Linked DNA regions of Mus musculus: all the other regions are linked to region 1. A link is a contact called in public Hi-C, HiChIP or PLAC-seq and promoter capture Hi-C data. All regions are on one chromosome and are shown on one strand. The core of a region is the stretch at or near the end of the contact, and the rest is flanking DNA. Distances in the headings are between cores, read along the strand shown.

The links. Promoter capture Hi-C pulls out the DNA fragments that hold promoters and counts their contacts. Hi-C and Micro-C count contacts between places; a contact is called where the count stands out from the background. HiChIP or PLAC-seq counts read pairs in DNA pulled down with a chosen protein or histone mark.
Region 2: a Hi-C map of cortical neurons shows a contact between it and region 1, with 2.3 times the contacts expected there. The contact joins the enhancer-like site here to the promoter of Htr2a in region 1. A contact is called at or near these places in 13 of 39 promoter capture datasets (3T3-L1-derived adipocytes, the C10 cell line, the HPC-7 cell line and 8 more), 1 of 484 Hi-C or Micro-C datasets (cortical neurons) and 3 of 115 datasets of contacts at active chromatin or transcription factors (acute myeloid leukemia, embryonic basal ganglia and neural progenitor cells).
Region 3: a promoter capture Hi-C map of second pharyngeal arch cranial neural crest shows a contact between it and region 1, with 4 times the contacts expected there. The contact joins the enhancer-like site here to the promoter of Htr2a in region 1. A contact is called at or near these places in 12 of 39 promoter capture datasets (the 3T3-L1 cell line, the C10 cell line, the HPC-7 cell line and 7 more), 3 of 484 Hi-C or Micro-C datasets (cerebral cortex, cortical neurons and embryonic stem cells) and 1 of 9 other capture datasets (macrophages).
Region 4: a contact with region 1 is called in an H3K27ac HiChIP or PLAC-seq map of SST interneurons, with 5 times the contacts expected there. The contact joins the enhancer-like site here to the promoter of Htr2a in region 1. A contact is called at or near these places in 15 of 39 promoter capture datasets (the 3T3-L1 cell line, 3T3-L1-derived adipocytes, the C10 cell line and 8 more), 1 of 484 Hi-C or Micro-C datasets (adipose-derived mesenchymal stem cells), 1 of 115 datasets of contacts at active chromatin or transcription factors (SST interneurons) and 2 of 9 other capture datasets (adipose tissue and macrophages).

The regions. Positions count from the first base shown.
Region 1 is chr14:74,637,779-74,645,549 of GRCm38.p6, forward strand. Htr2a (5-hydroxytryptamine (serotonin) receptor 2A) reads left to right here and starts at 3,096. Exons shown (of 3, transcript NM_172812.3): 1 at 3,096-4,566; 2 at 7,210-7,410. The coding sequence starts at 4,155. It overlaps Gm41210 (a long non-coding RNA gene), which reads right to left and starts at 3,068. Exons shown (of 3, transcript XR_874820.3): 1 at 1,019-3,068.
Region 2 is chr14:73,728,592-73,736,362 of GRCm38.p6, forward strand. No RefSeq gene overlaps it. Among named protein-coding and RNA genes, the nearest start is that of Gm24540, 35 kb to the right of the region's middle. Within about 2 kb of position 3,765, at least 32 of the 459 cell types and tissues checked have an H3K27ac peak or open chromatin away from gene starts, as enhancers often do. A contact at or near this core is called in cortical neurons and neural progenitor cells, where this site is marked.
Region 3 is chr14:74,049,086-74,056,856 of GRCm38.p6, forward strand. No RefSeq gene overlaps it. Among named protein-coding and RNA genes, the nearest start is that of Gm35517, 38 kb to the left of the region's middle. Within about 2 kb of position 4,021, at least 10 of the 459 cell types and tissues checked have an H3K27ac peak or open chromatin away from gene starts, as enhancers often do. A contact at or near this core is called in second pharyngeal arch cranial neural crest, where this site is marked.
Region 4 is chr14:74,096,029-74,103,799 of GRCm38.p6, forward strand. No RefSeq gene overlaps it. Among named protein-coding and RNA genes, the nearest start is that of Gm35517, 85 kb to the left of the region's middle. Within about 2 kb of position 3,848, at least 15 of the 459 cell types and tissues checked have an H3K27ac peak or open chromatin away from gene starts, as enhancers often do. A contact at or near this core is called in SST interneurons and adipose-derived mesenchymal stem cells, where this site is marked.

The sequences.
Region 1 (7,771 bases), core at 1,846-4,345:
AAGCAGAATTCACTTTAAGCAACCATTCTACTTCTGCTCTCTGTAGGACAGACTCATCCAGGGGGTGGAAAATAAATAAACAAACATTGAAACAGGAGTTGGGAAAGTTAAGTCTTAGGCTGAGTTACCCAGGAAGCCAAATCAGGCAGGTTTGTGTGAGAGGGTGTACTGGGGAAGGCTTACAGAGATCAGCACCTATAGGGTAGCAGAAGATGGAGAGGGGTGAGGCTTGTGGGGGGCGGGGCTCACAGGAGGGGGCACAGCTTGCAGAGGAGGGGGAGTCTCAGCACATCTAAGGAGAAGCTCCTCTAAGGAGGTCACTGACAGCCTTCAAAGGTCATCATATCAGAACTACCTCCCCGCACCCCAAGAAAGTAGTATTGCCACGCCACATGTCAAGGGGCCTCTTTGGCTGAGAGTAATTTTCATAGCTGAGAGCCATCTGCTAATAGTTCCCACAGTAACAAAGTTCAGCACTACAGTCCAGCAGGGGGTGCTGGACAGAACATTCAGTGTCCAACACAGCCACCAACACACTGCAAACTCAAAAGGACTATCTAACTTGGAATCAGTAGGGTTGAATATTATTGAAACATATCACATTTACACATATATTAAAATGTCACAATAGTCTTGTTATTATCTAAAACGTATAGGAATGCAACGATCTTCCTACCCAGTCTGACTCACATTCTATTATCAGTAGTCAACAACCTAGAGAGATCATGTCTATACTGTTTTGTCCATTAAGCCGCAAAAACTGCAAGTAACCCTGTTTTTATAGTTTAGTTTCCCCCAGGGTAGCCTTGAACCTACCACCCTACTTCCCAAGCCCTCTAAACAACTGAGATCACGGGCTTGTGCCACCTTCAAAAAGCATTAGACGCTGACTAACACTTTTATCTCCTGAGTATCTAAATGAAAAACCATGCAGCCAACCATGAACAAGACACACACACACACACACACACACACACACACACACACCTCCTCTTTCCTTCATGTGGCTTGAACTCACTGTGATTAGCATCCAAACGAAAGGCTGCAGAGGATGCTGACGACTTTGCCTTCACTGGGGGAGGATGGCACCCAGCAAGCTCCCTGAAAGAAATATCCAATAACAGCAGTAAGGCTAAAAACCTATGGGCTTGTAATATGCAAGGCAAATCTATAAATTTACTTAGCTCTGAGATTAACTCTCTGAAGTAGGTGCATGGCTAATCCCATTCCTCTTCATCCAGATGAGGAAACCAGGTGTGGAGATTGAAGAGTTTTAATCAAAGTCACAGAGGTAACTAACAGGTGCCCAACCTGGGATTCTCAACTTGGGAGCTGCACCCTGGAAATTCACAAGGAGGATACAGAAAGACAGGCAGTGAGAGCAGTCCACACTCCAGTCTCGAGGAACTTCAAGCACGCAAAATATGAGAAATGTCAGAATTATGAAGATTCAGGCTGTTGCCAGGCTGCCCCTGAAAAAGCTGTGAGAGTATAGGCCTGAAAAATGGGGGCCCCAGAGAATGAGCAGACTGAGAAAAGGGTTGTGTATCCCTCAAAGAAGAGATAAGGAATATAGGCAAGAGGGTAGTGATGTGTTTTTCCTTCAATCAGTAATAATTTTAATAGGAATAAAATGGCTAGTGTAAAATGTAGAGCATCCTATAAGCCAGGCATAGGCTAAACATTTGTGCATGTTGTCTGATACCTCACTGTAACCCAGGGATGGAGCTAAATACCACCCTGGGAGGAGAGAGCACTGGGCTCTAAAGGCAACTGAGTTAGGTTGTATGAGTTAAAAAGCTGGATTCTGAACCAAAGGACTATGACTCCCACACCTACTCTGTATACACGTGCGCACTAGCGCGCGCGCACACGCACTCGCACACGCGCACGCACACGCACGCGCGCACACACACACACACACACACACACACACACACACACACACACACACACACACACACACGGCATGCACTGCACTCACAAGACCAGCAGCCCAGTCCCAGGTAGGCAATCTGGGAAATTATGTGCCTGCCCAGGAAGAGCAGAAGGGCTCCCCACTGTGGGCTGAGCAGAGGAGAGCTGAGAACTTTGCGTGCGGGGCAGGGAATGCTGGGAACCTCTGGGCATAGGCAGGAAGAAGGGATGAAGGGCTGGGTGGACCGTATGATGATTTCATGAGCCAGGAGGACATGTGGCAATAAACCTCAAAGAGAGGGTCAGGATGGAAGGTCTCCTGGGTCATAGACAAACGGATCTAGAAGGCAACTGGACATTTAGCTCACTGCCATGAGGAGAATTGACAACACATCGAAGGCACAGGAGTGGCTGAACTGAGAATGTAAAAGACAGAGAGAAGAATGAGATGGACAGAACCCCCCAAAAGCCCCTGGTGTCCAGGATTATTATAAGAAAGTAATCCATTTTCTTATCTGTCATGAGTGCATCTATCTTCCTTTAAGGACCACTTGGGAGAGAGCTTCTTTTGCATGTGAGTCGCTTTATCATTAGGGTCACTTCTGGGGGAAAAAAACATAGAACAAAATAGAACAAAACCCTTCATTTTCTAACATGAAGTTTTTCATTATTTCTTGGCGACAGGTTTGAGATGAAGAAAAGTAAGCTAGTTACAGGATGCATACACATAGCAATAGTGTGTGTGCTTAAATGCATTTAAGTAACTAAAAATTGTTCTGATAGTTTATCAGTTATTGCCACAGACTTCCTGATTCCTCTGAACTCATGTCGCCACGGTCAGCCATCCCTCCTGGACACATCATCACTGGCTTGGATAGAAGTGCTGGATGCTCCCAGATCCCAGGACATGCCGTTTTCTAGCCTTATTTATCTTCTCATTCTTCACCCCTCAGCCTAAAAATATGACTGCCATGTACCCCTCCTGCCTGCTGTCCCCTAAGCTGTCTCCTTGTTCTCTCTTTTTTTAAGGAAAGGTTCCTAATTAACCTGTAGCAGAAAGAATGGGGGCGCGCGGGGGAGGGGGTTGTTTGGTCCGCCCTTCCTGGCTGTTGCCACCTTGCAGGTTATGACACAGTGACAGAGGGAGGTCTGAGGAAGGAGGCAACCAGGAGGGGCTTATTCTTTTGGAGCTCCGGGAGCCTCTTGATACAGACAGCGTTTCCTACTTTCCCTGCGGCTCTTTTGTGTGACTTTGAGAGGGGCTCCCTAGTGACTGATTCCTCTCTGTGCGCTCGCCTCAGCAAGCAGCCAGGCTCTGGGAGGGAAGACCCAACCAAGCTCAGCAGTAGCAGAAGCAGCCAGCACAGACTTCAACCGTGCTGGAACCGGCATGCGGTTTTTGAAGTCAGCAGAAACAGAAATCAAATTACTATCATCTTATGCTGCTAGAAGCTCAAAGAGAGGGGATTCCACACTGGCCTAGTCACCATGCGACAGGCAAGTCACAGGATAGCGGACCCTGGCGACAATGAATGTAAGTTCCTCGGCTGCTGTCCTTTACTGCTGTGGGATTTTCTTTCTGCTTAAAGTCACGCTTGGCTAGAATGCCGTCATTGCCGCGAGAATTTCTGATGTGGAAAGTTCTCTGCTGCGCTTCGGGATGCGTTTTCCTTTCGTTAACTGAGCCAGAGATACAAGCTGAAATTCCTGACCATCGCTGCGGCGATTCTGCCTGAGACTAAAAAGGGTTAACCCTTATGATGGCATTAACATTGCGTGGATTTTTAATTGACTTCCTTAATTAATATAGAGGGCACACAGCCCTCCCTCCTCGTTTTGGATCTCATGCTGTTTTAACTTTGTGATGGCTGAACTCTTGAAAGCAGCATATCCAACCCGAGAATTGGCTGAAAGATTCTCACCGGATACAAAACTTTTCTTCCTTAACCAGGAACACGTTTGTGTCTCCAAATGCTCCACACTGCTTTTTTTGCCTTTGCTTCCGTGAGAACTTACAGCTCCGCCGTGGACTCTCCCTAGCACTGTGAAGCGAGGCATAATCAAGAGCCATCACACTTCTGTAACTCTTACTATGGAAGAGGAGAAAGCAGCCAGAGGAGCCACACAGGTCTCCGCTTCAGCATGCCCTAGCTCCAGGACGTAAAGATGAATGGTGAGCCCCGGCTATGACTCGCTAGTCTCTCCACACTTCATCTGCTACAACTTCCGGCTTAGACATGGAAATTCTCTGTGAAGACAATATCTCCCTGAGCTCAATTCCAAACTCCTTAATGCAATTAGGTGACGACTCGAGGCTCTACCCTAATGACTTCAACTCCAGGGATGCTAACACTTCCGAAGCCTCGAACTGGACAATTGATGCTGAAAACAGAACCAACCTCTCCTGCGAAGGGTACCTCCCACCGACATGCCTCTCCATTCTTCATCTCCAGGAAAAAAACTGGTCTGCTTTATTGACAACTGTCGTGATTATTCTCACCATTGCGGGAAACATACTGGTCATCATGGCAGTGTCCCTAGAGAAAAAGCTGCAGAATGCCACCAACTATTTCCTGATGTCACTTGCCATAGCTGATATGCTGCTGGGTTTCCTTGTCATGCCCGTGTCCATGTTAACCATCCTGTATGGTGAGTGGTGTTAGCATGTCAGCTGTCCTCACCATAGTCCCAAAGAGCTTGTGCATGCTGTTAGTGGAGGGACTGGGGCTCCAGGAGAGAAATAGACAGGAAACTTTGTTTTAGTCTTAAAATTTTATTTTTCTTGAGAGAAAAAAAAAAGTCAGACAGCCTAGTACCTGGTCATTGGTGAGTTGTGTGTCTTAGAATGGATACATCTTTGTAGAGAAATTATTACCTGTATTCCAATACTCTGTGAGCATAATTTAGCTGTCATTCTGTGCCCATGCGATTTTTTTCCTGCTTTTATTTGCCAGCCTCGGGACAGAACAGTTTTCTGTTTCTCACCGGGTTCTCAGCACTTCTAATGGAGTGGTAAAACCTTCCCAATTACCTTGGAACATTTGCAGAGAGAGCATTAGTGCTGGAGGAGTGGGTTTAATGTTAAAATATTCAGAGTCTCCATTAGAATAAATGAATTACTCTGGTTTTAATTGCCCCCTCCCCCCCCCCAAGCCCAGAGAAGACAATATCTAAGAAAACCTTTGAGTTATTCTTTAAAAAATGCACACACATAAACTCCTGTCTGGTTTTGGAGGGTGGAAAACAAACTGAAAGCTCTCAGTCTTGCTTTCCTTGCTACGGTTTGACAGTGTCAAACTTCCCAGGAAGTCAGCAAACACTGGGATGGCTTTCATGGAGGGGCAGAATGTGAGACTCTTTCAAAGTGTGACTAATACAGCCGGATCCCTCCTAACAATGAGCAAATGAAAGAATATTCGCACTACTGGCACATGCCCTTGGCAGTCACCCGAACTACAGGCAGTTTTCCCTAAAATTCACCTTTACAGGGGAATTTTCTGGCCAAGTCCTAGAGGCTACAATATGAACATGTCCATCCAGCCCCGAAAAGCTTCAAGGAAGAAGGAAGCAAGCCAGGAGTAGCAAGCATCCATTTGCCCCGGCTTGACCATTCAAATGACACACCCAAATAATTCCATTAAATTTGCTTATCATTTCTCAGCCACGGGAGAGATGCTCTCACTTCCTAAAACCCTGGCCAGCCCTCAGAGGCAAACCCTACTATGGGGTGAGCAGGGTGACTCTGCAAGAACCCAAACCACAGCAGGAAGGCAGAGGGACCTGCTGGGCAGCAGGGGTAATCCTGGCCACGTAGGAAGTGCAGCAGGTCCCTGGACTCAGCTCGGGGTACAAGGCTGCCCCCTAGTGACGACTTCTGGGGATGCAGCCTAGAGTCTAGTTGACACTTAGCCAGGCTGGCCCTAGCACACAATTCACAAACCTGTCTTGCACAAATATTCTCTTCTTACCCTTTGGTAAGAAACTTTAAGGGGAGAAGTTTCTTTCCTGAGACTAAAGCTAGAAGATTTGGGATTAGATTTAGGTCCAGCATCCTTTCCTTTTCTGAATACCCCTGGAGGCAGCAAGGTAGAAATAAGACTTGTGCAAAAGGAGGGTCTGCTTAGCCTGAGCTCTAAACTATCCTAAAGAAAGTACTGATCTCTAATCTTCCTTCCTATTCGCAGGCAGATGTAATATTGTTGCTCCTTACATTAGCAGAACAAACCAACAGTCTATCCAAGTGTCTGGTCCTCTCCAAAACACTCAGAAAGGAGCAGGGCACTTCATTTATGTCACCAAGGCATCTCAGGCAGCAGAGAACCTGCCAAGCTTCCTGCCTTGGACTCTGGGGAGTTTTAAAATCCTTTGACATTGGGGCTTCATCTCTAGCCACCCTCCAGAGAGAATGATTTAAATGGGCCCAAAGCTATACTGTTTGATTGTGAGACATCGGAGGGGGGCGAGTGTCACCTTTGCCCTAAGCAGGGGTTGTTCCCTGAGTGCCAATACCAGCCTCAGCAGTATGATTTCTTAAGTTTTTTTTTTTTGTTTTGTTTTTTTTTTTTTTTGGAAAATGCACATTTCCCAGCCTGTTCCAGACTTACGGAAGCAGAATCGCCAGAGGTGGGTCTCCATTTTAAGGAGCCACCTGCGAAAACCAGCTGTCACCTGTAGTTTGAGCACTGCCCTGAGACAAAGCTCCAAGTCCAGATACCCTTGATATTCTTCACCATCCTCAATGTTTCTCACATGCCCCAAATTTAATAAGACACATTAAGGGACTGTGCACCATAAAAAAAGACATTCAAGAGATTTGAAGACGATTCGTCACACAGCCACTAATTGCCTGTCTATGTGAGACTGGACATGTCTAAGAGTGACTAAGATTAGACTAGCTATAGGGACCCTAACCCCAAAGAAAATTATGTGGATAAATAAAGGCTGTATGTGACCGGCAACATCAATTGAAGGGCTCAGAACATAACTTTGGACACATTGCTAAATAAAAGTGGCTTTGACCAGGTAGAGGGTGAGAGAGACTCCATTCCAGAGGAAAAAGCAAATTCCTCCTTCATTAATGCAATTCCACAGGTCAGAAACCTTCAACCCTGCACTCCCCTGCCCGTGCCATCACAGTGCACACTGGCTGTTGGTTTAAATATTGAAAGTCTCTTGTAGTTCCCTTGCCTGTCACCTCTACCTGTCCCCAAGTTGTAAGTCCTGGGGTATAGATTACACGCTGCAGAAAGCACGAAGCTAGCTATTCACTGATGCTAAACTTCTGCCCCACAGGGTACCGGTGGCCTTTGCCCAGCAAGCTCTGTGCCGTCTGGATTTACCTGGATGTGCTCTTCTCCACGGCGTCCATCATGCACCTCTGCGCCATCTCCCTGGACCGCTACGTGGCTATCCAGAACCCCATTCACCATAGCCGCTTCAACTCCAGAACCAAAGCCTTCCTGAAAATCATTGCGGTGTGGACCATATCCGTAGGTAAGCTGGACCACCTGGCAGGGTGGCATCTGAAACTAGAGTCTGTCCCTTCCCGGGAGACACGTTCCACATGGCTGTGGTGAAACCTGACTCTCTGAGTCTGTGGTTTCATGTGTTGCAAGGTATGTCTCCACTTCATGGTTATTGGAGTCGTTCTAGGAAAGGAGAAGCTGCAGATGCCAATGGCTGACGGCATCTGTCCATATTGTTTTGCACACGTAAGAAAAAGCACAGCAGCGGATCCTAAGGCAGGAATGCCTGTGTTCTTTCTCACATCCGAGCTCAACACTCTAAGCCTTGGGTCTCCCCGAAACCTATCGTTACTGGACTGTGATTGCTAAGGAATATGGGCACTTGACCC
Region 2 (7,771 bases), core at 2,515-5,014, 910 kb before region 1:
AAAACTAGCTCAGAGGTAAGTCCATTTGTCCTATGTCAAGTCCCCGCTAATTAAGACCTCTATTTGCAATCAAGAGTAAGTTACTGGTTTGATGTAGGCTGCTTCTAATCCCCACTCACTTGGTACATATCCTTGCCTTTCTTCTTCCCCTTTTCATTGTATCCTTTTAACAATAAATAACTGAGCTCTCATGCCCCCTGTGAATACCTTATCTCCCCTATAAAAAGAATTTTAAGAAGTCAGTGGGGGGGGGGGTACTCTCAAAAAACCCTGACTTAGGGGATACTGCCTGCTGGTCAGTCTAGTGTGCATTCAAATACGCTTGCTTTAATTTGGACAATTGTGGACTCTGTTCCCCATTTGCAAATTTTATGATTAAAAGTAGAAGGCTGAGGTATTAAATAAAGATATTAGGGACAATAGTCACCAGATTGTATATGTCTTACTGTCTTAGGGTTTCTGTTGCTGTGATAAAATACTGTCACCAAAAGCAACATGGGGCAGAGAGGGCTTATTTATCGTACACTTCAGTTCATCACAGAAGGAAGTCAGGGCAGGAACCCAAGAAGGGCATGAACCTGGAGGCAGAAACTGAAGCAGAAGTCATGGAGCAGTGCTGCTTACTGGTTTATTCCCCCACAAGGCTTGCTCAGGCTGCTTTCTTATAGACAACCTGCTCAGGGATGACACCATCCATAGTCGATGAGGCCCTTCCATATCACTGTCTGAACAAGAAATCCTCACTACAGGCCAATCTGATGGAGGAATTTTCTCAAGATTCCCTCTTTCTAGATATGTCTAAGTTTATGTCAAGTTGACAAAAACCAACTAGGATTCCTACCATGCATGCCAGTAGAGGCAGAACATTCTCACTGTCATATGGACTGGAAAGAAAATGAAAGTTTTAGAGATGCCTAATGGTACTCAGCTCTTGGACCTGCAATGACACATATAAAACAAGCCACTGTCATCTTTATGCATGGTGACATCTCCATAAGTTTTAACTCTAGAGAAGCTTATTACTTAAGAATATAAGAAGGGCAGGTTTGTCTGGACATGATCATGCTAATTATATTTCTAACATGCCAACACCTTTGGTTGATTTATCTCTACATGAGCCTTTTCTTTGCCACTCTAGAAAGCTGGAACCTTCCTCTGCTATTTTTGTTTTGTCAGAAAAGATAGGAAGTGGGGCCAAATAATTATGGTGGCTGTTTCTTTAAGAAGGAAACATTAAAACAGAAGGTAAGATGAGGTATAAAAGGAGGACTCTGGGTTTTATGCTCCATCTTGGGGCCTGACTTCTCACATGCTGATGGCCCTAACGTTTTTGTTTCTACAAAGCAACACCATAAACCCTGACTCTATTCCTGGATGCCCAGTTAACACCACTTGCAATGCTTATCATATGAGCAAGGAAAACAGATGTTTGAAATTTTGTTTAAACACAGGTCCTCTTTAGCAGAGACTTGCATCATGGAGTAAAAGCCAAGAGGTCTTGACACTGTACCTGGACAGAAGAGAGTTTACTACATTTATTGAGCAGATCAAGGACTGCCTGGAAAACACACATGTCACCTCTTTGTTAAGAGGCCAATAGTCCTGCTTCTCAACCATAGAGAAAGGATCCCAGACAGCAAAAGTCAAAGACAAACTCCATCCTCATCTTTTGCAGAAGGCAAGGGAGGGAGGGAGATGGATGGGCAGCTGTTCTCTGTGGGCACGAGGAACACATGGAGACTAGTTCTGTTTTTATCAAATGTTATTGCATGTGTTTTAAAATAAGCATTAACTGAAATCTATGATCTGAATGGTTGATGAGTGTAGAAAGTTGGTGAGTTAGAACTCTTATTTCCATGTTTGATTTTGAATAGATATGTTTGCATCGTGAGAACATACTTTTTAGGTTCTAAAATCTCATTGTTGAGAACACTCATGCTCTAAAGTGTGTCTCTTCCCAGAACTTCTTTTAGCAGAAACCTCAAGGATATCTTCAAGGGTTTCTGGGAACTAGAGATTTGAGTTTCAGAAGGAAAACCTAAGAAAATAAAACTTGATGTAAAGGAGTGCCTAAGATACAGAATTCAATCTCAGAATCAGAAAGAGTTTGGAATAAACCTAAGCTATGGTAATGATATTTTAATTTATGATTCGCAGAATTCAAGCATCATACAATGTGGTCATATTCATCCTCTGCTTCCCTCTCCTGTTCTTCCTGGGTTCCTCACTAAACTCCACTTCCAACTTCATCTTAATTGAATTGCAAACCCTGGGTTCAACTAGTTTCCATATGTACACAGGTGTGGGGCCATCAACTGGAGAAGGGACAGTCTACCAGTAGCTACATCCCCAGAGAAAATGACTCATCTCTGAGTTCAGTCATCAACTGCCAACAGTTCCTGAGCAAGGGGTGGGTTGTTAGAACCTCTCCCCATTAGTGCTGGAACTTTGACTGGCTTGATCTGTACCAGGTAACCATAGAAGTTGAAGCGGGCAATGTCAATGTCATATACTGAACATGAAAACCTATGATGTCATAGCTCAAAAAAAAAAAAAAAAACCAAAAACCAAAAACCAAAAAACCAAACATAGCTAGAGGGGAACTCTAGCAGGATATAGAGGGGAACTCTAGCAGGATATAGGCAAATACTGGTGGTTAAAAGTTCAAATTTCCTTCTGTCTCATGACTTCTATAAAAGCAATGGGTTGTGGAGAGATGAGGGCTTAGAGAAATTAAATTGCAACTTAACAAAGGTGGGCTTTGGTCAGCCTTTGAGTTTTGTCTTTTATGAAACTAGTAATAGCAGATTTAGTAGATACGTCACAGACCTGTGTTTCCCAGCTTCCCTCACAGACTGGAAGTGTTTGTACCGGAAATGACGTCATAGGTATTATATTGATGTTTGTACTTCTCTTGAATAATAGTGTTTATATTTCTTTAATGTGCACAAGGATAGGTGGGTTCTGCCAATTAAGTACTTCACCCAGCACTAGAGTGGACTTAATAGCTGAAGAGGAAACAGCATTTGAAAGTAGGCTTTTCTAGGAGAAAGGAAAGTGCCTCAGGGATCCCCTTCCTCTTCACACTTCTTCACAGCTGGCATTTCAGGAAGTTTCCCAGGCCTTTGGTGTGTGAGGCCATCTTACTTACATCATTCAAATCAGACTCAAGAAGGAAACTACATCCCCGCAGTGTGGCTGTGAGCCTCCTTTGCTCCACAATAAACATCCATTTTTGTACCAACGTGTAAAACCAAGTTGATGATACAGAAAGAGCCCCATGATGGGCTACCTATTGTCCATTTGTATTGTTACACGTGGGTCCCAGAAACATCCTTATCATCTGGTCAGTGACTCACCTGGGTTGGATGTGAGTTGGTTGCAGCTTCAACTTCCACTGAAACCTGCAGCTTTCACCTTAAGATGAGCAAAGACGACAGAAGACCAGGATTATGTTTTTTGAGAGGCTATTGTGTCGTGTCGTTTGTTGGCTTTTCTTTTCATCTCTTGCAGGGCCTGTATCCTGTAGCCTTCAGTTCTGTTTTAGCTCCAAGTGTGACTGTTCCAGGTTATTATTAGTTCAAAAAGAGGGAGATGTTTTGTCAATTCAGCCCATTCAGTGGTGGCTGAGGAATGCCTGGGCACAGTTGGAGAAATAGTCTGTTGCTTCAGTGAAAGGAAAAAGGACCTTTCCTTTGGCAGTACCCTCTAGCTTAGAAAAGCTTCTGCAGCCAGCAAGACAGTCACTTCTAGCTTTAAAAGAATGTACTGATGGAGAACTGGCTTTGTGATGCAAATTCGGTGCCAGTGAGTAAGCCACTTTGAAGAGCAGAAGGGGAGAAGAACAGAGTTGGCAGCGCTGGGAGCCCTGCAGGATGTTCTGAACAGATGCGGAAATACTTATCTTTCTTGGATTCCAAGGTTGCTTTCCTCTCATAGAACACACTGTCTTTGTCAAGAAAGTTTAGAGACTCAGTTCTATAAAGAATTAACTTCCTTTGAGTAAGCCATCAGGAGAGAGGTCAGTATAATATCTGAGTTTGAGTTTAATTCTATTGCTCGTTATCTGTTTGACCTTGAACGGGTATGCTTGCTTTCCTATCTATAAAGAGATAATAGAATCTATCTCATAATGTTGTTTGTGGGACTAAATGAAAAAACAGCGCAGTGTCTGGCCTGGTGGAGCAGCTCAAGTGATGTTGCTGTGTTCAATACTGTGTTAATTCTGTCCCCCAGTAACACTTCCACACTCTTGTCATTGAGAAGGTTTCGTTTGTCATTGCAATGAGAGAGAACGCATACCAAGAGGCTCATGGGAAAGAATATTTATAGGACTTGGGCTCTGGCTGAGTGGCTACAGTTAGGGTTGCACGGAACAGGGATTTACTGTAGATTTGATGCTGTTAGAATGGTTTAAAAGTTCCAGTTGGGGCATTTCAGAGACTCACCTGTTGAAATCTGAGACTGGAGTAAGAGATTAAAGCCATAATAACAAAAAAAAGATACAGGCTTCCTTTTGGTCAAGAGATGGCATGTTTGGCATGTTGTGGATGACCTTGTCTTTGTCTGTGCTTAGATAAAATTATGAAGCCCCTCTGTTCTGCTTTATTTATCTTGTTTTCAGATATCTCTGTTAGAATCTCATAGTCTGAGATGGTTCATGTTTGATGGGTGACTCACAGGTCAGCTGCTGTCAAGGGCTCTTCTTTCTTAGTTGAGATACCAGGCATTCTTGAGACTATTGTAATAATTTAAGTGACCATCATCTCCTTCACTTGAAAGTAATCCTAACCATGTTGTTAGAAAAAGTTCATCATTTACCTCCTTCATCCCTCAAAACTATTTTGCGATTATCTGGTTAGATGTTGTTTAGTTTGGTGGGCCCCTGACCAATGAACAGGCACTGCAGCATGTGTATTCTTGCTCTGTTTGGGTCTGGGACAGTCAACAAAGGCTCATGTTTAAGGCTTGGATCCCAGCTTGGTGCTCTAAGGAAGTAATGGATGTTTAAGTGATGGGCCTCATGCAGGGTTTTAAGAAACTGGTGGATTCTCAAGGGGCTCATGCGGCTTGCTAGCTCCTCCTTTTGTTACTTGGTTGCTATAGGGTGAACTGTTAGAAGAAACCTTGAACACATTCTACCAGACCTTGACCAAGGAACTTTATGTTCCCCTAAGATTTGATGAAATCCCCTGCCCCTGTGTTGAAACTGCAGCCCCTTCTCCCTCACTGCCTCGGTCTAACTAAGTCACCCACCCTCACCTGCATCCTAATAGCAGTTTCTAAAGATAAAATGGTCTTGTCTGGACCCCTGTATAAACTCCAAATATTCCCTTCCCTTTTTGCAGATGCCCTTTCCCACTGTGTTTGTTCTTCATTGTTTAAAATAAACAACCTGCTATATCTCTCTGCTGCCTTCAAAATCTACCGTGAGCAGCTTCCTCTACACTCTACTTCCACCGTGATGCAGTTCCACGCTACAGCGCCCCCAAACCAGAGTTTCCTGACTGTAGTGCCTGGGTCCTCTAAAAGCATAAAGTCCAAATGACTTTTTCTTTGGAAAGTTAATCACTGCAGATGCTTGTTTCTATACAGTTCTAAAGGATCTTAATTTCCATCAAGGAGAAATCTAGTATTTTTCAGGTTGTGATAAAGTTCTCTGTAGAAATGAGCTAGAAGTTTGGAAAGGAATGACAGAGAATAACTGTTATTCAAAATGAGGACATATATTGCAGTTAGGTCTTTGTGGACCAACTGAACTAAAATTCAGATTTCCTGTGCTATACTGTCAATGAAAGAAACTCTGCTCTCACTTCAAAGGGAATGAGAGAGTTTATTCTGGAGCCAAATTTGAGATAGTGTGGCTTGGGAACATATATTTAGGTCTCCTCAAATATAATGTGGCAATGTGGAAGCAGTTTTATGGAGTTTTTATAGTTGCAGAACAAAGAAAGTTGTAAATCAAGGCAATTTAAAAATACATGGATGGTGATAGCAAGGGAAGACTCAGCTATAGGTCTCAGACACTATCTGATGTATTCTCAGCCCTTTAATTGGTAGAGAATCAAGCTTTGTTCATACATTGCAAATGCTTTTTAACTGTTTATAGGGATATTAGGTCTGACCAGAGATGAACCAAGAATGGCTCTTCAGAGGGCACTTCAGAGGGCCTAAGAGAAACTGTGACTATCAGGATTGGCCACATTTGAGAGGCTCCATAGCTGCTGAGGTTCTTGTCATTTGATCAGCCTGTGTTAGACAGCTCCCTTACAGGGATTCTTATTCACAGCATCCTGTGCCTATATTCTTTAAACCACGTTACTGTTTGGATCATATTAATTGGATTATATCATAATACACTCACACACAGAGACACACAGATGCACAGAGATAGATCTTGGACTGTGGAGAGTCTGGAGGGGGGGGCAGTTGAAAACTTCCATAGTGAGAAGAAACAGGGAGATGATGGTACCTTGGAAATGGTAGCTGTGCACGTTGGAAGGATGCTGCAGTTTGTCAGTGTAATTTGACCGTCTCCCTTGGCCAAATGTCTACATAAGAAGTGTGTACTGAATTCTATCTATATTTTCTTTCTAATACCATGTGATGTTTTGGGCTTAGGAGTATGAACTCACTTCTCTTCAGTAATCTCTGCTTTTTATATTGAAATAATAATGCTTTTTAAAAACAGGTATTGTTATTCTGGATCTTTTTTTTTCTAAGATGTTACCTGAACATCCATAAGAATGAGTGAACATCACTCTCCAATTACATTATGCTTTCACATTACTAACATGCCACTATAATAACAAGGCAATGTATTAGGACAAGGGACCACAACACTTTCTGAAATTTTTAAAATATTTTTTTCTTATTTTTTATTGGTTATTTTATTTATTTTCATTTCAAATGTTATCCCCATTCCCAGTTTCCCCTACACAAGCCCCCATCCATTCTTCTCTCCCCTGACTCTATGTGGGTGCTTCCCTCTGTTGCCTCCCCCACCCCCCAACTCCTGCCTCAGTGGCCTAGCATTCCCCTATCCTGGGTCATCAAGCCTCCACTGGACCAAGGGGCTCCCCTTCCAGTGATGCCAGATAAGGCAGTCCTCTGCTACATATCCAGCTGGAGTCATGGGTACCCCTTCTGTACTCTTTGGTTGGTGGTTTAGTTCCTGGATATTTGGGTTGTCTGGTTGGTTGATATTATTGTTCTTCCTATAAGATTGCAAACCCCTTCAGCTCCTACAGTCCTTGCCTTAACTTCCCCATTGGAGCCCCTGTGCTCAGTCCAATATTTGGCTGTGTATATCCACATCTGTATTGGTCAGGATCTGGCAGAGCCTCTCAGGAGACAGCTGTATCAGGCTCCTGTAAGCACGCACTTCTTGGCATCAGCAATAGTGTTTGGGTTTGGTGTCTGCATGTGGGATGGATCCACAGTTGGGGCAGTCTCTGGATGGCCTTTCCTTCAGTCTCTGCTCTACTCTTTTTCCCTGTATTTCCTTTAGTCAGGAGCAGTTCTGGGTTATAATTGTTGGAGATGGGTGGGTGACTCCATCCCTCAACCAGTGCCATGCCTAACTCTGGGTATGGTCTTGACAGGTTTTCCCTCCCCTTTGTTAGGTATTTCAGCTAATGTCACCCCGTGGGGTCCTGGAAAGCTCATGTTTTCCTGATGTCTGGTACTTTCTCTTTGCTACCTCCAGTTCCCCATCCCCCATTGCTACACACTTCTGTTCAATTTCCTGACCCTCTATACATCTCCTCCA
Region 3 (7,771 bases), core at 2,771-5,270, 590 kb before region 1:
TGAGAAGCAAGCCAGCAAGCAGCATCCCTCCATGGCCTCTGCATTGAATTTTGCCTTGAGATCCTGCCCTGACTTCCCTCAGTGATGGAGAGTGGCCTGCAAGCTGTAAGATGACATAAACCCTTTCCTCCCCAAGTTGCTTTTGGTCATGATATCTCATCAAAGTTACAGACATTTTAACTAAGACAACTGCTCTTAATTAGCATCCTTTTCTTTCTCTTTATACTTATTTCTGACGTTACTGTAGGAGTAGAACATGGAATTGATCAGATGTGGCAAGCAGGGATTAATTCACAGTTACTCAGTACTGGCCTCAATTCGTTTTTTCTTAGTTCCTGGTATGTGTGACAGTTACTATCCTCACCTCACCCCATGTGATGGTTTGTAGATGCTTGGCCCAGGGAGTGGCACCATTAGAAGGTGTGGCCCTGTTGGAGTAGATGTGTCACCATGGGTATGGGCTTTAAGACCCTCATCCTAGTTGCCTGGAAGTCAGTATTCTGTTAGCAGCCTTCAGATGAAGATGTAGAACTCTCAACTCCTCTTGCACCATAGCTGCCTATATGCTGCCATATTCCTGCCTTGATGATAATGGACTGAACCTCTGCACCTGTAAGCCAGCCCCAGTTATATGTCCTTACAAGAGTTGCCTTAGTCATGGTCTCTCTCTCTCTCTCTCTCTCTCTCTCTCTCTCTCTCTCTCTCTCTCTCTCTCTCTCTCTCGTAGATATTTTCTTTATTTTCATTTCAAATGATATCCCGAAGACACCTCACTTCCCCTTTCTTTCAGTTTACCTTATTTAAAATGTCCTCATCCATGCCCTTAATAAACATTCACAGATGCGTTTTTATCCATAAAGAATATACAGAACTCTTTTTGCAAAGTATTAGTGCAAGTCAAGGATGAAAACATGGACCTGCCTGCCTGAGTGAGGCCATCACTCTACTACATGCTAGGCATGTGTCCACGGGCTTATTTCTCATCATGTCTGAGACTCAGACTCTTTATCTGGATAATGAGGGTAGTGATGTCTGCCAATTTTGGTGTCTGGTTGAGAAGATTGAAATTAATATAGAACCCTAAGGACAGTCTCTAGAGCATGTTATTTATATTGGTTATTGTAAGAATTACTAGATATATTCAATGTATACAGATAGAATTTTGTTATCGAACTTTTTCCAATAGTTAATTTTTACAACAGCTATTTGTATCTCCTGGCCATTTTCTTTATTGCAGCTGTTTTCTGAAGTGCTGTATTCTGTGACTACCATCCCTATGTATTCTCCACTTACAGGACACACAAGCTATTCCTGTCCTTCTGTACTATAATCAAGGCTTATAGTGCTCATTCATATCCCTCTTTAGGAAACATGGGAGAGTTTCTGAGGCTGTACCTGACATCATGAGTCTACAAACCCATGGGATATAGGAGAGTGTTTTGTCAAAAATTACTCTCATATTCCTCTGTGTACCTTCCTCCACATACTGCTTGGAATTTTCCCATTCTCATCAGAACCTTAAAATATATATATAATTGATATATTATTTTTTGTAATATACTTATTATATATAGTGACAGATTTCACCCAGACATTTCCATGAAAGTATATCATGTCCTTTGACCATATTCAATTTCTCATTCTCCTTCCATCCACCTTTGTCAGCCAAACAGGCATTCTTGTTTCTACTTTCATTTCATTTATGTATTTGTATATATGGGTGTGTGTATGTTTGCCTATCTATATCTGTATCTGTATACAGCTTAAGATCACCAAATTACAGAAAACACAGTTGTCTTTTTAATCTGGCTTTCTTACTTTTGCCAATTTAAGCTGAAGACCACAAGATAAGAACCTTTCTTTCTGTTGCTGTGATGGCCAACACCCGAATGTTTCTTTATAATCAAGTTTTCTTCATTATCCACTTACGCCTATTTTCACTTCTGCTTCAGATAATGTCTTTTTTCTTGCTGATCTGTGGCCCAGGCTGGTCTTAAACTTGCTGTGCACTTCTGATAGCTTTATTCTCCACACTCTGTGGGACTGTGATGCGGGCATGCACCATGACACCCAGTGTATTCAGTACTGAGATTGAACTCTCTGCTTCACGCATGCTTGGCAAGCTCTCCACCAACCAAGCACTGTCTCCATTGTTCAGTTTTAGGTGCTGTAGCTGTCGTCCCAATTTATCACTTCCCACAAAATTCTGTTAAATAACAGCATTTATACCTTTGTCAGTTAATTTTCTATTGTAAAAATATATTCACATGTACAACATTCTTTTTTATCTGAGTTGTTTTATTTGTAACTTTTCCTTTTCATTAAAACGGTAAATTATAATTTCAAATTCTGCTCATACCTTTTTCAGTTGAAAGCTTAATCTGTTGTTGTTTTTAAATGTTTTCTTAGTTTAAAAAATGTATTTGAGTATGTAAACATGTACTTATTACTGCAACTCTTTCCTCCAGGTTTTCACATCTGGACTTAAGTGGTCTACAGGCCTCTGATGTGTCCTCTGCTCTGATGCTCCTGACAATCAGCTCCCTTACCAACAGCATTTTTGTGGCTAAGATGTCCCAGGTCCTCAGATACATGATTCTTACTGGTTTTCATTATGTTTCTAGTTTTCCTGCAAAATAGAGTCTGAGAAAAACCTAGTGTGTGTACTGTTTCCTTGGACAGTATTGATGTCTTGTAGTTACTATGCAGTTAGTTTATGATAGTTGCACTGAGTGTGAGGGAGTATATTTACAGATGTATATATATACCATTTGCCTTAGAAATCACATTCTAGAGATTTTAAAACTACTACTAGTTTTTGGCATCTTGACCTATCACTTCCTGGAAAGAATCGATACAGCCTATGAGTATGGTTTTGTTTCCCAGGTTCATGTAGGGAGTTAAATCTGCATCTGCGACACAGTACATTACCGCATCCTTGTTCCTCTCTGTAACAGCTCTATCATTTGCTTCCCAGAAGCAAACCAGTTACTTATGGTGTGTGATGTCTTCTGTTAATTTTTTTCATACTGCTAAATTTTCAATTTAAATGCCAGGGTGCATGTGCTTTATTGAAATAGTGAAATTCACATATGTATACATTTTCTATATGTTGAGATTTTTGTGTTCGTAAAAATGCTAAGCAGGCACTATTTACTGTGACAAGATATGCAGATGTAATTGTTATGTTACATGCACGGTTTGATCTCCTTTTCCTCCTCCCACACCAAACAGTTCTATTTTTCACAGCCAAGCTGCATAAGTTACTGTGATATATGTCACAATATATTTTTGGTTATGTTTAGTAATTGCCTCATTTTTCACTGAGCACTTGTCAGAGATGGAAAACCTTTTCAAAAGAATAATCTGCCAGTTTTAACTTTTTTATATTCATTGATACTGACTCTCCTCTGATATATGTGTGTGTGTGTGTGTGTGTGTGTGTGTGTTAAAATATAAATATGTGTATATATATTTATTTATTTCAAAACATACTTTTAAAGATGGTTTTACCTCCTTTTTCCTCTTGTAAAGTACCTGTTTTTTGTTTCTCTTCTTCCTTTATTCCAGTTTCCTACATAGCACTTCTGGTATTTTTTTAACCTAAGAATCTGTAGCAGGAGGATTTGTGAGACATTGTTGAATAAAAATAGCTTATTCCCATTCACATGTGATTTCATGGGCCTAATTCTACACTTCCAGCATTCTCTCATAGAGCACTGAGCCTGTAGCTTTGCTGCCTTCAGGCTCCCAGGGTTGTCTCTCTAGCATCCACCTTGTAGTTCGCCTACCTTGTAATAAAAGAGGCAGGAAGGCGAGCACAGCAAGGGCACAAGTGATTACTTGTTTGGGACTCAGACATCATTGGGGATGTCTACCTGTATCCCAGGCATCTGAGGGTAGGGCATGGAGTTAACTAAACTCATTTTCTATCTCAGAGCACTCTAGAGTGATTCAGCAAAGACAAAGCCAGCAGAGAAATGAAAACCCTTAGCAAGCATTCCCTTCGGATCTTTCCAGTCCACAGCTCCGTCCTTTCTGAGTCCTCACTGAATCAGGGTGACATGGCAATCTATGAACAACTGCTGTGTTAATCAGGATCCTCAAGAGATTCTTTTGGTGATGAACGTAAATGTTATTCAAATATATTGAAACCATATATAGTTAATTCCATTAAAATAAACTAATATTGGGGTACATTGTCTGTGTGAAGCTTCACACTTTTTTTCCTGTTGGTGAGTGGCACATCTTTTTCACTCCCTGTGAGGCTGGACACTAAGAACCAGTTTTGTTTCTTCCTTCTCCTTTATGTTTCCATAAGTATTTCATCACTAGATTGTCCAGATAATCCTTTCTCAAAATACACCCTAAACCTGTCCAGTTTTCTTTTAAAGGCTTACTTTTATTGTTTTGAGTTATGTGTTGGTGACTGCAGAGTCCAGCAGTGCCAGATCTCCTGGAGCTGGAGTTACAGGTGATGGTGGTCTGCTCAGAGTGGGTGCCAAGAATAGAACTTGAATTCTCCACAAGACCACTATGTGCTCTGAAGCTCTGAGTCACTGCTCCTGCCCCCACTTTACTTCCGGTACCCTACTGGTATTGTGTTTCAGCTCTCTCTTCTGTGCATTATTGTAGAAGCCCAGCATGGTCTCTATTCCTCTATTGCTCCCAGTCTCTCCAGGGAAGCAGATGTAACTTTGCCAGATGCCTGTCTCCATGGCAGACAGGAAGCATAGCTCAGGTTTCTCCCCAGGCTCCAATGCCATTCTTTCAGCCCCTCTGACTGACTTTCAGTGCATGCCTGAGTATTCTCTGTTCTTCCCAAGTCTCCAAGTTTGTGTGGAAAGTGCCCTTGCATTTACTGTAAAAGCTACTGCTCATCTTTGGAGCATCAGTGGCAAAAATAAGAGGTTTGCCCTTGGGACTCTTACTAAGGTGAGCCCTCCCCAATTTCCACAGTCATTTCCTCTCTTTTCATCTCATTTAAGATTGCAATCACACTGAACTTTACGTGTTTATTTAGTGTCTGTCTTCTAAGTAGACTGGAAACACTATAACACAGGTGTCTTGTTTATTTTGTTGAGGTCACTACCTGGGGAAACCGCCAAAAGCTTGCTGAGCCATAGTGGCTGCATTTGGACTTAGTAGCATGTCTTAGTATTCTATTGCTGTGAAGAGACACCATGACTACAGAAACTCTTACAAAAGACAAAATTTAATTGGAGATGGCTTATAGATTCAGATGTTTAGTCCATTTTCATCTTGGTTGGGAGCATGGCAGCATGCAAGTAGACATTGTGCTGGAGTTGTTGAGAGTTCTACATCTGTTTCTGTAGGCAGCAGGAAGGGAGACAGACACTGGGCCTGGCTTGGGCTTTTGAAACCCTAAAGCCTCCACCCCCATCCCCAGGAGACACAATTCCTCCAACAAGGCCACACCTCCATCAAGGCCATATCTGCTAATCACTCTCAAGTGGTGGTACTCCCTGATAACCAAGAATCCAAGTATAGGAGCCTATGGGTCCATTCTTATTCAAACCACCATATAGCAAGAGTTATAGCAGAGTGAGTGTATTGCTCTGTAGATGGTGCTGAAGAAGGTGAGATCTGGACAGGTAAACAAGAGATACAAAACTATTTGTTCATCTATAAACAGAAAAAATGGGCAGTATTGAAATCATTATATCAAGTGAACTGAGTCAAATTCAACATGACAAACTTGTGTATGCATGATAAGTAGGACATGAAAATAGAAAGGGGGATTTGAAAGGGGAGGTGGCATTTTAATGAAAGGGAGATGGGGGTGCAAGAGAAGACAGAATACAGATGCCATGAAAACCAAGTGGAAAACTATTGGAGGATGGAAGGGGACAAGCAGATGAGAGGTAAGATGGCTGCAGTAGAGGCATTGAAGAAGAGCAAACTATAGTGGTGTGTATGTATGTAAATGTCACTGAGACATGCATTTGGTTAATTAAAAAAACAAAACTAAAAAAAAACTTAAAAAAAGGGAGACTCGACTCGAGCCCCGGGCTACCTTGCCAGCAGAGTCTTGCCCAACACCCGCAAGGGCCCACACGGGACTCCCCACGGGACCCTAAGACCTCTGGTGAGTGGACCACAGTGCCTGCCCCAATCCAATCGCGCGGAACTTGAGACTGCGGTACATAGGGAAGCAGGCTACCCGGGCCTGATCTGGGGCACAAGTCCCTTCCGCTCGACTCGAGACTCGAGCCCCGGGCTACCTTGCCAACAGAGTCTTGCCCAACACCCGCAAGGGTCCACACGGGACTCCCCACGGGACCCTAAGACCTCTGGTGAGTGGACCACAGTGCCTGCCCCAATCCAATCACGCGGAACTTGAGACTGCGGTACATAGGGAAGCAGGCTACCCGGGCCTGATCTGGGGCACAAGTCCCTTCCGCTCGACTCGAGACTCGAGCCCCGGGCTACCTTGCCAGCAGAGTCTTGCCCAACACCCGCAAGGGTCCACACGGGACTCCCCACGGGACCCTAAGACCTCTGGTGAGTGGACCACAGTGCCTGCCCCAATCCAATCGCGCGGAACTTGAGACTGCGGTACATAGGGAAGCAGGCTACCCGGGCCTGATCTGGGGCACAAGTCCCTTCCGCTCGACTCGAGACTCGAGCCCCGGGCTACCTTGACAGCAGAGTCTTGCCCAACACCCTCAAGGGCCCACACGGGACTCCCCACGGGACCCTAAGACCTCTGGTGAGTGGAACACAGCGCCTACCCCAATCCAATCGCGTGGAACTTGAGACTGCGGTACATAGGGAAGCAGGCTACCCGGGCCTGATCTGGGGCACAAGTCCCTTCCACTCCACTCGAGCCCCGGCTACCTTGCCAGCTGAGTCGCCTGACACCCGCAAGGGCCCACACAGGATTCCACACGTGATCCTAAGACCTCTAGTGAGTGGAACACAACTTCTGCCAGGAGTCTGGTTCGAACACCAGATATCTGGGTACCTGCCTTGCAAGAAGAGAGCTTGCCTGCAGAGAATACTCTGCCCACTGAAACTAAGGAGAGTGCTACCCTCCAGGTCTGCTCATAGAGGCTAACAGAGTCACCTGAAGAACAAGCTCTTAACAGTGACAACTAAAACAGCTAGCTTCAGAGATTACCAGATGGCGAAAGGCAAACGTAAGAATCCTACTAACAGAAATCAAGACCACTCACCATCATCAGAACGCAGCACTCCCACCCCACCTAGTCCTGGGCACCCCAACACAACCGAAAATCTAGACCCAGATTTAAAAACATTTCTCATGATGATGATAGAGGACATCAAGAAGGACTTTCATAAGTCACTTAAAGATTTACAGGAGAGCACTGCTAAAGAGTTACAGGCTCTTAAAGAAAAGCAGGAAAACACAGCCAAACAGGTGATGGAAATGAACAAAACCATACTAGAACTAAAAGGGGAAGTAGACACAATAAAGAAAACCCAAAGCGAGGCAACGCTGGAGATAGAAACCCTAGGAAAGAGATCTGGAACCATAGATGCGAGCATCAGCAACAGAATATAAGAAATGGAAGAGAGAATCTCAGGTGCAGAAGATTCCATAGAGAACATCGACACAACAGTCAAAGAAAATACAAAATGCAAAAGGATCCTAACTCAAAACATCCAGGTAATCCAGGACACAATGAGAAGACCAAACCTACGGATAATAGGAATTGATGAGAATGAAGATTTTCAACTTAAAGGGCCAGCTAATATCTTCAACAAAATAATAGAAGAAAACTTC
Region 4 (7,771 bases), core at 2,598-5,097, 540 kb before region 1:
ATGAACTTCTTTCTTTGGTGCCTAGAGGGATCAAGGAAAGGAGGGATTATGAGTGGTAGAAGTAATAAGTTTCATAGAGGATAGGCTCATATGAAATAAAAAAAAAATGTGGCCTACTGTAAAAGTATGGTTTTCCTCTTTCCTTGTGTGTCTCTGTGCCTTGTCCTTTTATATGAATGCTTAAGTCTGACAGCATGAGCAGCACACAGGGGCCAGAGGGTGATATTTGGTCTCATTATTACTACCAAAAAATGTTCTAAGTCTTAATTTGCTTCCAAAATGTGAGTATTCAATTCACTTTTGTTGTTTCTTTTAGGCTTAAACCATGTTTTGATGACATGGCAGAGAAATCCCCCTTTTTATGAACTTAATATATAAGAATAGATAGATATTAGTAGAAGAAAATTATGGTCTAAGGAGATTTTGCTACTGAATCCATGAGATAATATTTTGTGGGCATATTATAATAGTCTTCACACTGATATTTACATTTAAATTCAACTGATTGAATTTCAAATTCGTAGATGTGTCTTAGAATCCCTCCTCTAGGCCTAACATAGTAAAGACTATGAAATTTGAAAAAAGCATTATGGGTTAGAGGATAGAGGAATACTATATTAATACTGTTAGCCAAACTATCTGACATAGGTATATATAATATTTGGCTCAGTTAATTAGCTTAAAATACTCTGTATACTTCATTGTCTTACCTGTTTTCCAAAATATCCTATGACACAGCTAAGTAGTCATTTGCTTTTACATATTGCAAATGATAGAAAATTTAGCATAGTAGAATAAAAAAGATCACCTTGCTCAATATCATTTTTATTTAAAAAAAAAAAAAAGAATCAAACTTTGTAGAAATCATGGGATTTTTCCCAAAGTCACTTAGATAAGTTTCTTGACTCTTAGGCTGATGATCCCTTTAAAATATGAAATTTAGCGCCATTATTGATGTAGGTCTATTTTGACAATGGGAAAGCTAAGTGGAGATGGAGATCCTGCTAATCAAAGTTAGCTCTTGAAAGTCAAAGTCAATAGAAACTTGTAAAGGGAGGATGCAAACACTCTCCAGTATGCCAGGGAAGAGTCAAGTCCTTTGAATTGAGACAAACAGCTTAGCTTGTGAGTCACACAGTTTGAAGCTTTTTGTAAAGTTTAGCATCTTTTGACAGTATTTCCTAAACTGGTAATCTAGATACTTTTGCAGAATTATCTGCTAATTGAGATTCTTTCTGCTTACTTAGTGAGCATTTGCTCTCTGGGAAGAGTCAGAATGATGATAGATCCCAAATTCTTTGCTCAAAATAGAGACTCCTAAATCCGAGTTTGGAATGAATTATGAATTCTGTGAAGAATTTGTCCTGTTGATTGCATTCCTCTCCTCCACTGCCTCATTGTCTCTCCCCCTCTTTCTTCCTTAGTCCTCTATCCTTTTTATTGCTATTTTTATTCTTCAAAACCACACTAATGCCTGAGGAACTAAAGGAAGAGGGAGTTCATGTTCCTTCTTCGCAGTCTCTACACAGTGTGACTTTTTATAAGTTGAAAGCATGGGGCATTCTTTAGTACGCTCAGGAGCTACATTGCCTTATAGACCCTGGAAGTACTTGTCATGCTGTCTTGTATATTTCTGAGGTTAATTTGTGGCTCAATCAGGCATAACTAAAACCAGTAAGAATCTCTAGCTAGATCTTGATTTTTTTTTTTTTATCGGACTTTCAAGGCCTTGTGTAAAGGGAATAGCTAAGGACCAGAATAGAAATCCACTTCACCTGCACATTTCTCTAGATCTGCAAATGTGGGCCAGGATTCAGTCCTTTTATAGTCATGGTAAGTTAGCCAAGGATAGATATCTTATGTCAAAATAAATCCCTCCAAATTGGGGGCAGGACTTCTTTTAACTGGTTTGTGTGACAGTGCAAGTTGTAAAGGAATTAGATTCTTCAAGGACACATTCAAGCAATAATCAAATCTCTGGGGAGAGTTTGAAGATTTAGTGATGTATAAGTGTGAATAAAACTATGCCTAATGTTGCCAAAGGCAAGTGGGGTAAGGATTATGGAGTTAGGGTGGGACCTCCACTTCAACTTTAGAGATATTGAGAATGAACAGACTCCTAAAGGAAATGAGCAAAAGGATTGGTATTATTATTAATCTGTGCAGTCGCTGAAATAATCTAGCTTGTCATCATCAGCTTAATAAAATCTGCATGTGTGTGCTTATACTCAAGTCAGAATGACTGCACACAAAATTCATGTTTTGAAATGCTAATCCCTCTTGTCAAAATATGTGTTTATGTTGCCAAAAGGCAGTACACATTTTACAAGGACAGGACACCAAGTGATTTCTGAACCTTCCATCATAAAGGATTTTTTTGTCAACAGCAAAATACCACCTGGGTTGCTAGGAAACAAGCTTATTTCACAAACTGTGCATTCTTGCTTAGGTCTATACCACTGGTACATCTCATATATTCTTTGGCAACAGTATATAGTTAAGGCAAATGGGTCTCTTGATCATATCAATCCTTTATGAATGTAGGGCTTCTCAAGACAATATTATCTTAAATCCAATTTAAAATAATGAAGACCTCTAGCATGAAAAAAAATATATGTCTCTACTAAAAATAGCTCAAGGCAGAATTGATGGGTAGGTAGCAGGAAGTTAAGAATGTATGCATGCACAGATTGAATGTATTCTACTCACAGGAGAGCCTTTCAAATGTAGTCTTCTCCGCTTCTATTGCAACAGAGAATAGTGACTTGCTGATTGGGACTGGGATTGAAATTCTGAGCCAAGCACTACCTATTTTGTTTTATAGATTTCAAATTTGTTGATGATAATACAAGCATCATATATAGTTTGGGACCCAGGTCCTAGTGAGATCTGGCAACAGCAGAGGGAGTCTGTCCTAGTGGGCCATGCTGAGGATAAGAATCATGGGGATTTACTCCAGCCAGCATACTACACAGCGTTTGCACCTTCCTGGTAGACCACAGAGCTACAGTCCCATTCTGAGTCACTTATGGTTATGGGGATGAAAACTTGGCCTCTCTTTGACCCTCTGTGTAGTCTTGATTACAGTTAACCATGGCTGTGTTAATAATTTAGACAGTTACTCAGTGTTCCAGAAACTTGTATAGTCTTAAGTGTTTACATTTATTATTTTCTAATTCATTGGAAAACATTGAGCCAGCTGAGCATGAAACCCTTTGACTTATAGCACATGCTGTTAATTAATAAGCTCTCTGTGTGAGTGCCCTCATATTTAAGTCTTAGGGATAATACATTTTACATAAGTGTTAGAGAAATTGTTTAAGCTACCCATTTCATAGTAATTTTTACAGCATCCCTGCCTGAGCCACTACATGTATGTGAACTCTGTAGGAAGTATATGGTTAGGGAAATTGTAGTACTTTCACGTATCTCCAGCTGTGTACATGTATGCTTACATGTTAATGTACAAGAAATTAAATGTTTGTCATCCATAAACCACAGCAAATGCTGAGAAATGCTTAGATATCTCTGTCTGTAGTATGGCTTCCAAATAATTAACAATTGTATAATAGCACATAAAAATTTCATAGTGGCAACATAATTATGCTTTAGTATGGATACTTAGTATAGATATTGCGAATGACGTTGATTTGCTTTTTATATGTATAATATTAGCAAAATTTCGGTTAAAGACTGCGGCCCTGGCAGCACTGGCAACATAGACTGAATAGGCCAATTAAATACATTAATAAAGAATAGAGAGAAAAAAACTCACACAGTATGGTCACAGTTGAAAGATGAACAAATAAAGTGATGCATTCTGAAGACACTGACATGGTCCCAAGAGGCATGTGTGACTAAGCAGTTCTGATTCATGTGTGGGCCTGGCTATGACTGACACATCATTGCCTTGGCTTCTTAGTTCAGGACTGTCTTGCACATTCGTTAAGACACTTTATGAAATTTCTTTCTGGAAGACCAGATCTCTTTCTGGTTAACATCAGGGCTCTAGGGTTTTTATTCCACTGCGTGCACAAATCTCTTCTGATAGTTCTGATTCAATGGGATCCATGTTCTCCAAGTGCTGACAGCTGAAGGAGCAAACAAATGGTTCTGTAGAGTGTCTTCCTTCTTCCAGGACAACTACGATAGTATTCAGGCTAGAAGGATAATCATCTGGCATTTATTGTGTGTTTTAGAACCTTACACATTGAGGAGTAACTTGAGGTTTTGCAGTCAGCTGTTAGAATTTCCATATCTGTGATATTTAGCTGTGTGAGAAACCTTTCTGTCATAATTGTGACCAGAAGTCTAGAGGAATGTGTGGGGAGTAGAGGACTATAACTTCTAATCACATTCTTGACTTCGAACCTGTCAAGATGCTTCATGGTTTCCATTGATGTTACAATTAGTAAAATTTGCAAGCTTTGAACTTATAACCTTATACAAAGAAGACAGCCATAGTTTCAGTTGACGTAATAGGGCTTTGAAATAAAAGTTCTGCTATCATATAGCAGACATTCTTGATCCAGGATGACAGTGTTTTGCAAAAATACTGATTTTAGTCGGCATGGCTTGCACATAGTTACAACTCATATCTCAAAACTTAGAACTGACAACTTTCTTCAGTACTGGCTGTATAATACTGCACAATAGGGTAGTATCCAATGATACTTACAGTCATAGTGAGACAACGATAAGTATGTATACATTACCTATCCACTAAGGCAGGTAAGGAGGACATGAGAAAACACTGTTTTTTAGAATCACCATTAAAGGTGTTGGAATTCCTTGTGCTTGGAGAGTATGAGACACGGGTAATGAGGAGACATTGAGATCTTGAAAATCCTGTGAGTTGTAATGATTATTCTGAGAAGCTTTCCTGCAGCAGCATCCATGATGAAGAGACAAAGTTCATGTTCTCTGAACACATTGGTGCATGGCTGGGGTATGTTAAGCTAGGATTAAACACTTGCTCTTACTTAGCAAGAGCCTCATCATTCAGAACGTACTTGGATTTGGAGTCTGCTTCTGCCCATCTATTGAATCCATGTCCTCTCAAATTGTCAGGGCATTTTTTTCTAGATGAGACTTCCCCTTCCTGTCATTAATGTGTCTGGGCCAAAGAATGCTAAAGGCCTGCATGGAAACAACCCAGGAAGAGAACAAAAAACACACTGTCCCTTCAGAATAGCTCTTGGTCCCTATGACTCATGAGTATTAGCCTATGCTGGTCCATAGCTGTGTGCCTTCCGTCAGACAAACAAACAAACAAACAAAAACAACAACTGAACAACAAAGACAACAAACAAACAAAACAAAAACAAAAATAAAAATAAAACCCCCAAACAAAACAAAACAGAAACAACAAACAAAAACAAACAAACAAACAAACAAACAAACAAAACACCTTAGCTTTCTATCTAGTGGCACTTGCTCAGTTAAAAGCAACTCAGAGTCATAAAATAACCACTATTGGAGGAGCAAGTGAGTCACTGATGGCCAGCGTGAATCACTTGAGTTCATGTTTGTAGCACTTAGATGTTTGTGATGGAGGTACCTACTATAAGTCACTGTAAAACCTCTTTGCTTCGAGAATTATATTTTGATGGCTAAGTAAGCTGTGGTGCTGGCCAAAGTCAATCAGACAGTGCATTATTCAAGAAAGACAAGGCATCTCTGTATATAGTTAGCATCTTGCGCAAATGGCATATTTGGTCCATTTCATCTCACGTTCACTAGCCCACAGTCTTATGGCTGTTGGGTTGTTGGGCTATTGCTTGTCTCTGTGAGTCAGTATTATCATGTTAAAAAGGGCACTTATTAACACACATTAGGTAGCTCATGAGTTTCTGGGAGAGGTAGAAAAGTAGTCCCTAAAAGTTAAGCTTTCAAAAGCAACAGTGAAAGCTATGTTGCAAAGTAACCTAAAAAGGTGTCAGCTGTTGCTGTAGCTACCTGTCTGTGATTAGTGCTTCTATAGCTAGAGTCTTCTACTGACATCTCTGCTACCAACGCAGATGCTCAAAAAGCTTTACTCTCTCCTTACTCAAACAGTGGAAATCCCATGTAGGTGTTTCTGGTTGGAGCAGAAATAGCATGGAGACCTAGAAAATCATAACAGTGTAAGAAGGATGTTCATTGCGTTAGTCATATAAGCCAGGTGTTCACACATGTCTTTGTAAAACTATCGAGATTGTCAAATGAGTTGTGTTAGGAAGCATCATCCACAGTGGCTGCGTGTTTTGGTTTTCATTGTGTCTCATACAGATTTTTGAAACTTCACTGTGCAGAGGTTTGAGATTTCTGCAGTGGAATTTATGCTGTGTTACAATGATTGCTATGACTCCGAGTCTTTGCCTTAAAGTGAGATGTGAGAACATTCTAGTCTCATCTCAGCTCGTCTGCAATGCTTGCTTTGGCAAGAAGCTCAAGCTCATTATTACGAGAGTTGTAGTACAGGGCGGTAAGCTGCATTTTCTTTCCTGGATGTTGGAAAATGGTCATCCCTAAGTAGAAATGGAAGGGAGAAAAAAGGCTGTTTGTGTCCCATTCCTCAAAGCTTTGGGAAGTGAGTCCCAATACAGTAGTAAATTCAGGCCAGGGGGACTGAAGATGGCGTCCTTCTGCAAAGAGTCATACATGGACATGGAAGTGTTAACCTGGAATTAGGTAAGCTATCTCTTTTTCAAACGTATGCATGCCTTCCTGGACAGTCACACTGCCAGCACCCAGGAAATGATCATGGGTGATGAAAGAGAAAAAGAAATACATTTTCTTCTTCTTGAGGGGTAAAGCCTAAGAAGGGTGTCTTCCAGATGAGCTGGTGCTGAGCGCAGTCCTGGTATTTAAGACTATAGGAGGATATTTCTGCCAGGTAAGTGAGCAGGGTCATCAAGTTAGGACCAGAAATGAAAAGATATTGCTTAGAAGGGTGACAGCAAGAGAAATAATGGTGAGAAAAGCAGGGGAGTCCCATATGAGTACCTTACATAGCAAGAATGGAGACCAGAGTGTCTTCTAGCTACGACTCAGGTAGTGTCTGTTTTGCAGAAATGAAAATCTTCCATTTAGACTTTTATACTCCGAGAAGCTGTGGACTTGTCTTGGCAAGGATGCAAAAGAGTCTGCATATTAGCCAAAATGTGATATTTGCCTTCTCAAGCCTGACATATTTTCCTGATCATGATGATCTTAACTTCCATTTATTTTCCCCAAAATGGCATCTTTCATTCCTTGCAGCTTGATTTTTTGTGGTTGGCATAAGACATTTGTTGAGAAGAAGAGCAATCATGTAAAAGGAAAAAAACTGTGAAGAGGAAAGCCACAGGACAAATTTATGAAAAATGAGCTGCAGATAGTTAATAATCATTTGAACAGAAGCCTTACCCTGATTCTACAACCAGGGAAGAACTGTTCAAGTAGTTCTGTTGTCATTTGTGATTGATAACTAGTTATAAAGTTAGAGAGATAGACTATCTCTTAGAGTAAGACAGAAAAATATTTGCCACCAGGAGTGAAGAAAATTCCTTGTCTAAGGCCATCTTAAATGATCAGACACTTAGGCACAATCTCTCAATGCTATCACTGGACAGATCCCTTAAGCCAAGGATGCTACACTAGGAAGAGCTGGCTACTCTTCTCTGAAGACTTATGAGGATGCCACAGAACAAGATGGCTCATATGACTCTAGGACTAAGGCATTAAAATGAGAACAAGATGTGACATCAAGTGTCAACATAGAAGAGAATCTCCTTCTAGCTCTAGACAT